2 separate regions of the Mus musculus genome follow, and region 1 is linked to region 2. Evidence: chromatin contacts called from public HiChIP or PLAC-seq data. All regions are on one chromosome and are shown on one strand. Each heading gives the region's core, a stretch centred on a gene start, on an enhancer-like site or on the middle of the called end of the contact. The rest is flanking DNA. Distances are from core to core; before and after follow the strand shown. Region 1 holds the start of Camk2n2 (calcium/calmodulin-dependent protein kinase II inhibitor 2). Region 2 overlaps Abcc5 (ATP-binding cassette, sub-family C (CFTR/MRP), member 5).

Region 1 (3,079 bases), core at 572-3,071, 260 kb before region 2:
ATGGCCAACTCCACCAGGACCAACACAAATGATTTTTAAAAACACGATTATTGGGCCTTCAATTCAAGGTCATTCAGAAAATGGCAGATTCTGGATTGAAAGTCATAGCTGTGCAACTTCCAGGGGAAGGAGGTGTTTTGGACAATCTGATCACCCAGAGTTATTCTGTCCTTCCTTTCAGATGTCAGGGTCAGTCTTTCTCACCCCAGGGCTCAGTTGGGGACCATTCCTCCCAGCCAAAAAGATGGCGTACAGGAGTGTTAGAAGGAACCCCTGTTAGGCTACACCCCAGAGGTAATCTCAATCACTCCTCTTCCCTATCCCACAGGCCCTGTTCAGAGTCCTGACAGCAGAGACCTTTGCATTAAACACCCGAAGGGAGAAAAATCAGCAACCCAGCAATCTCACTAGCGTGATTTGGCGGGACTAAAGGGAAGGTGTCTTGCTTGGAGCATGGGCAAAAGCAATAGCGTCATTATTGTCTTTACCAGCCCGTCACTGTGAGTGAATGTGAGACACACCCTCCCTCCCAAGGCCAGTGATTGCGCCAGAGCCCTCTCGCGCCAGAGAGCGGGTGACGCTGCAGCTGACTGCTAGCAGGGCAGGGGCGGGGTTTGTGGGGGGGCGGGGGGCGCAAGAGGTGAAAGGAAGTGTGCGTGTTCTTTTCAGGGGAGGGAGAGAACTCTACCCCAGGCCCCAGCAACAAGGGCGGGGGACACCCTGTCCCTGCTGATGCTTATTAGCGCGCGCCTCTTGCTCAGGCACTCCGGGCTTCCCTGCGTCATCCGCATCCAGGGCGCCCGCCGCGACGCTGCCATTCATTTCTCCCACACTGCCAGCTAGAGCAAGCCTCCCAGGCTGAGGGAACCGCGTGGAGCGACTGGCGCTTTGAGTCTGGATTTTGGCGCCAACAGCGGTCCTAGGGTTTGTGGGGAGTCTATTCTGGCGCGCGCTGCGGTTGCAGTGTTTAAGATCCTTCCCCTGAAAGGCCGCAACGCAGTCTCGGGGGACAGACCCAGTGGTACTCATACAGGGACCAGGTATGCAGACAGATACAGAAATTCAAAACTAGCACACAGAGACCAAGATCAGATACACAGAGGTAGACTGACAGATGCTCAGACAGTCGAATACAAATTGGCCAACTGATGGAGACCTACGCGCAACCAGGATACAGGAACGCGCCAAGCACGGTGGCACCACCCCCAGGCCCGAGCTCTTCCCGCGCTCCAGTCGGATGGTTCCTTCCCCTCTCTCTACGCGTAGTTGGCCCTTTCCCGGTCGCGTTTCAGAGCCCAGGGCTGTGTTCACAGCCAGCCTGGCCGTCGCCTTCTGGGGCCCCGCCGCGCCCCCAGCTTTTGGCGCTCAGTTCTCTGTTGCTCTCCCCTAACCGCGGGTGCCGTCACTCCCCTTCTCCCCTAAGCACTCGGCTAGCCGCTCCCGCCTAGCTGTCGCCTGCACCGGCCGCTGCGGTTCCCCCGGGCCCACGTGGCGGCCATTCCCGGCCACCTCGCGGGAACCTCCCACGGCCGCGCGTTCCACTCCAGGGATCACCGGACTCCCTCGAACCGCTGGGCCCCGCCTCTTTCCGCTGGCCGGTTCCCGCCCCGCCTCCACCGCGCCCCGCCCGCCGTTCTCTGCCGCAGTCGGGCGCTCATCGTCATTCCGCTCTCGCCGCCGCCGCCGCCCCCGCCCCGCCCCCGCCCGGTCCCCGCCGCTGCCGCCGCCGCCTGCCCAGCGGCCCGGGAGGCGGAGGCGCGGGGGAGGAGGCCCCGCTCGGCTCCGCAGTCCCGGATGCTGTATGACTTCATCCTTCCGCCGGCTCCCCTGCTGAGCTAGGGCCGGTCCGGCAGCTAGCCTCTGCCCGTGCCCCGCCGCAGTCCCTAGCCCGCCCGGTGCCCGCCATGTCCGAGATCCTACCCTACGGTGAGGACAAGATGGGCCGCTTCGGCGCAGACCCCGAAGGTTCCGACCTCTCTTTCAGCTGCCGCCTGCAGGACACCAACTCCTTCTTCGCTGGCAACCAGGCCAAGCGGCCCCCCAAGCTGGGCCAGATCGGCCGAGCCAAGAGAGGTACGCGGCCCGGGCCCGGAGTCGCCGCCTGACCCAGAAACCCTTCGCCTGGCGTCCCCAGGCTGCCGTTCCCCGTCAAGTGGCAGCTGCTCTTGCCGCAGACCAGCGCAGCCAGCTGCGTACCCGCCCGGGGTGGGGAGGGTCCCTGCTGTGGAGTTGTCCCATTCTTTCCCTCTCCCGGGAATACTGTGTCCCGGATTCGAAGCTCTCCACTTCTGGAAAAAGAGCCCCGGCTCCTGGTCAAGGGGGAGGGGCCGCTTAGGGTATTTGGGGCTGCTTGGCACTGGGAACACAAGGTGGTGGGCCAATTCCTTGGGCTGAGATGAGTAGGTGGATGTTACTGGAGGGCACCGAGGCCAGGGGTTCGGTCGTCTTGATTGTTTGTATTGGGAGGGGACTCAGGAAGGCACTATCAAAACAGGGATTCAGGTAGAGGAAAGGGTTACACCAGGTGACAGTTTCATCTGAGCTCAGTTCGAGGAGGGGGTTGTGTCGAAGGCAGAGGTTTCTGGTCGGCTTAGATGGAGGAAGGCTCAGGTGACGGGAGGGTTCGCATTGGGAGTCTTCGGAAGAGGGGTGTTCCCACATAGGGAGGTTTGGGTGCCAGGCTTGGTAGCAGGTAGGGTCCGCGGGAGAGTTCGGGTAGGGAGGGCATAGGGTTTTGAGCCGTGTCGCGGAAACACAGGCAGTAGAGTAGATCTGCGCGGGGCTTGAGGACACCGGCCCCACTGTCGCCGCCGCCCCCCGAGACCGCGCGGCTGATGCGCTTTCTCCCTGCGCAGTGGTGATCGAGGATGACCGGATAGACGACGTGCTGAAGGGGATGGGGGAGAAGCCTCCGTCCGGAGTGTAGACGCGCCGGCTCTGGCGGCGGGCTCCGGGCCCAGCCCCGCAGCGGCCAGGAGCACGGGCCGGCGATGCGGCTGCCGGCGCACCCCCGCCCGGGGCCGAGGTGCCTACGGGCGGGGGCTGCAGGGCCACGCCGCCACGGGGTCAGTGTTGCTAC
Region 2 (3,230 bases), core at 257-2,756:
TAGACCAACCTAGCCTTGAACTCAGAAATAAATCTGCCTGCCTCAGCCTTCTGAGTGTTGGGATTAAAGCTGTATGCCACCATGCCTAGCACAGAAATATTCAATACCAGTAGTTGGGAGGCAGAGACAATGGGATCCCGATGATTTGAGACCAGACTTGCATACATAGCAAGTTCCAGGACAGCCAAGTAGGACCCTGTCTCAGAAAAAGGAAAGAAAAGAAATACACATTATCCTCTAAGGAAACACATGAAAGTGTGCCTGTAGGTGTGCTCACCGCCGTTTCATCGCTGGGACCTTCATACTTTCCTGAGTAGTGTACCAGCTTCCATTTGCTGCTCACTGTGCTTTCTGTTTAGAATCCTTTTTCTCCCAATGTGATAAATAAGCAGAAGCCGCTCATCCCGAGGGATGATTGAAGGACCTCAAATAGCTCCAAACGAGTCTGTGAATTTGACCACTGACTATTTAAAGGTGTTTGACATCAGTCCACACAAGTAATTTCTATCAATTTTTTGGGAGTGAGGGGGGTTGGAGACAGGGTTTCTCTGTGTAGCCCTGGCTGTCCTGGAACTCACTTTGCAGACCAGGCTGGCCTCGAACTCAGAAATCCGCCTGCCTCTGCCTCCCGAGTGCTGGGATTAAAGGCGTGCGGCACCACGCCCGGCTTCTATCAAATTTTAAAAGTGTTATTGGAGCTGTATTATATTTTAGAGAGGCATGAGCTGAAATACTTAACTATATCATGGTAGTGTTAGGGTTCTGCTCCACAGAATGGAGTGGAACCGTTGGGAATGTACGTGAAGCAGCATTGACTATAAATGGATTATGTATTCAGGGAACATTCTGGCTCCCAGGAGTTATTATACTATCATACTGTTGTGTGATATTTTTTTTCTTTGAGACAGGGTTTCTCTGTGTAGCTCTAGCTGTCCTGGAATTCACTCTGTAGACCAGGCTAGCCTCAAACTTAGAAGTCCACCTGCCTCTGCCTCCCAAGTGCTGGGATTAAAGGCGTAAGCCACCACCACCCGGCCTGTTATGTGATTTTTGGCTGTTTTGTTTGTTTTTAAACATATTGCAAAGATAAAAATAAGGCAAATGAACTCCAAAGAGGGTGTCTTTGTGCATGCCCAGGCTTCTGTCTAGACTCACCAGCTGGCTGTGTGCCACACAGTCTTCTAAGGTGCACAGGGCTGTGCTGTCTCTTACAGCACTTCCTGGAAGTGTTTTCCCTACTTGCTTACAGGTTGGACTGTCCGTGTGTTCTGGTTGCCAGTAACAGGCTGAGGGTGGTTCAGCGGTTACACAGCTTAAGACATGTGTTACTGGAAACCAAGAGCACAAAAGCATGGTGCACCAGTGTGACTCGGTGCTGTGTTCTATGAGGGTATTGGGTGTGGTGTTAAGTGCAAGACAACCACTGAGGCTGGAGACTTCATGCTGCATGTGTGGGCGCTGGTTGGATCTGTGTGGCGGCTGCAGGTTTAGGAAGCGCCCTCTGCCTGCTCGCCCTGTACTGACACGGCTTCTCTCTTCGCTCCTGTCTCTTACTTTCAGTTAACTGGACTATTCCAGTTCACCGTCAGACTGGCATCGGAGACAGAAGCACGGTTCACTTCCGTGGAGAGGATCAACCACTATATCAAGGTCAGGATGCTGCAGGCCTTTCTGGCTCCTTTTGGAGTTCTTTTGTTCTTTCTGTCCTGAATGTGGGTGAGGAGCCTCACTTTCTCTACCTGTCTCATCCCCACTTCTGAGGCTCAGCAGTCTCAACCTTAAGAGTTCCTGAAGAACTGGCTGCTTTCTAGAGTTAAACGTGTCACACTCAGAAACCTTGTTTTTCAGTTAAGCTAATGTAACATTGTTGGGGCGGGCCAGAGGCTCACATGTCCGGTTTCGAGCCTGGAAGGCATCTTGGAATCTGGAAGAGAAGAGGGAACCTAGGCTGGTTGAGAAATAATGAAACCAAGACATGCTAGTCTGCTCAAGGTTCAAATTTTTAATGGCGGACATGCTTTATAAAAGAGGGGGGAAAGTCCATTCCCGCCAATTCATCCTTGGAGCGGGTGTAATCTCTAGAATAGCTCTGGGGGGCCTCTCATCAGGTAGCAGTATCTTGAAGAAGAACAGTGGCAGTGGCAGAACAATAGGGTGATCTAGGCAGGAAGGCTCCACCCTACATAATCTCCTTAGTGGCAGCAAGGTCAGGTTCTAGATAGCCTGCTTCAGGCTTATGGGAGACTACATAACATTTTCCTTATACTCATTAAAACCATACACCATTTTCTATACTTAATTTTTTTTTTTTACTTTTATTTGAGATTGTGTTTTAGTTACAGTATTTCTGCCTCCCTCTCTTCCGTCCACCCCCCCTACTCCCTTTATGCCCCTCCCCACTCTCTCTCAAGTTCACGGTCCCTTTCTCCATCAATTGTAATTGCATGCGTATATATTTTTTCCCCAAATACAGCTTTGCGTTATGTATGTAGCTGTATTGTCAGGGAAGAGGCACCCAGGTAAGTTCCAGCTCAGGGCTCTCTCTTGGGCCCTGTCTCTGAAGTATAAACCATACGTCATTTTCATTCTTAATCTGGTCTAGTTGAGTTCATACAGTGTCGCTTGTATGTATGTATGTATGTATGTATGTATGTATGTATGTATGTTTTCAGGGCTGCCTGACTGGCTGGCAGTACGGGAAGAGTACCAGCTGCGTGCTCTTCCCTGGGAGGGCCTCCTCCCCCACTTCCAGCTTTTTCAGCTGCCGTAGTGCTTCGTGCAGGCCTGAGGCTTTCAGTGCCTTTCCTGTGGAGTTTGGCCTGTGCACTGGTGTCCTCCTTGTTCAGCTCATGTTTGGGGAGCCATGTTACTGAGACCTTATGGGGGTTGCTTCTGAAATTACTAGGAGACACAATCTCACAGCCAAGTTTCTGGTCCTCTGGCTGCTACAGCCTCCCTGCCCCTCTTCTACAATGTTCCCCAGCCTTAGGTTTGGAAGGAAGTATTTTGTAGCTGCATCCTCAGGGAACGGGCATTCGGGTCAGTTTCAGCTCAGGGGGCTCTGGGCCCTGCTTCTGAAGTAAATTAAAGAATAAAGTAAAATATGTTATTTGAATATATAGTCTGGACTAATTCCTTGACTAAGGATGGCCGCCAGGATCCCTTGCTGAACCTTTGATGGAGATTAGTATAGGATGAAATTTAAAGTGGAAATTCTTCCTAACCTGGAG

What was found. HiChIP or PLAC-seq counts read pairs in DNA pulled down with a chosen protein or histone mark.
Region 1: a contact with region 2 is called in an H3K27ac HiChIP or PLAC-seq map of embryonic stem cells, with 7 read pairs. The contact joins the promoter of Camk2n2 here to the enhancer-like site in region 2. A contact is called at or near these places in 4 of 39 promoter capture datasets (the 3T3-L1 cell line, liver, macrophages and 1 more), 2 of 484 Hi-C or Micro-C datasets (the HPC-7 cell line and embryonic stem cells), 3 of 115 datasets of contacts at active chromatin or transcription factors (embryonic stem cells and pancreatic cancer cells) and 2 of 9 other capture datasets (adipose tissue and liver).

What each region holds. Positions count from the first base shown.
Region 1 is chr16:20,620,020-20,623,098 of GRCm38.p6, reverse strand. It overlaps Camk2n2 (calcium/calmodulin-dependent protein kinase II inhibitor 2), which reads left to right and starts at 1,821. Exons shown (of 2, transcript NM_028420.2): 1 at 1,821-2,073; 2 at 2,856-3,079. The coding sequence starts at 1,905. The coding sequence ends at 2,926. The region is part of intron 2 of Eef1akmt4-ece2 (Eef1akmt4-Ece2 readthrough); the gene reads right to left.
Region 2 is chr16:20,360,602-20,363,831 of GRCm38.p6, reverse strand. It overlaps Abcc5 (ATP-binding cassette, sub-family C (CFTR/MRP), member 5), which reads left to right. Exons shown (of 30, transcript NM_013790.2): 24 at 1,561-1,650. Among named protein-coding and RNA genes, the nearest start is that of Cyp2ab1, 37 kb to the right of the region's middle. Within about 2 kb of position 1,506, at least 23 of the 459 cell types and tissues checked have an H3K27ac peak or open chromatin away from gene starts, as enhancers often do. A contact at or near this core is called in embryonic stem cells, where this site is marked.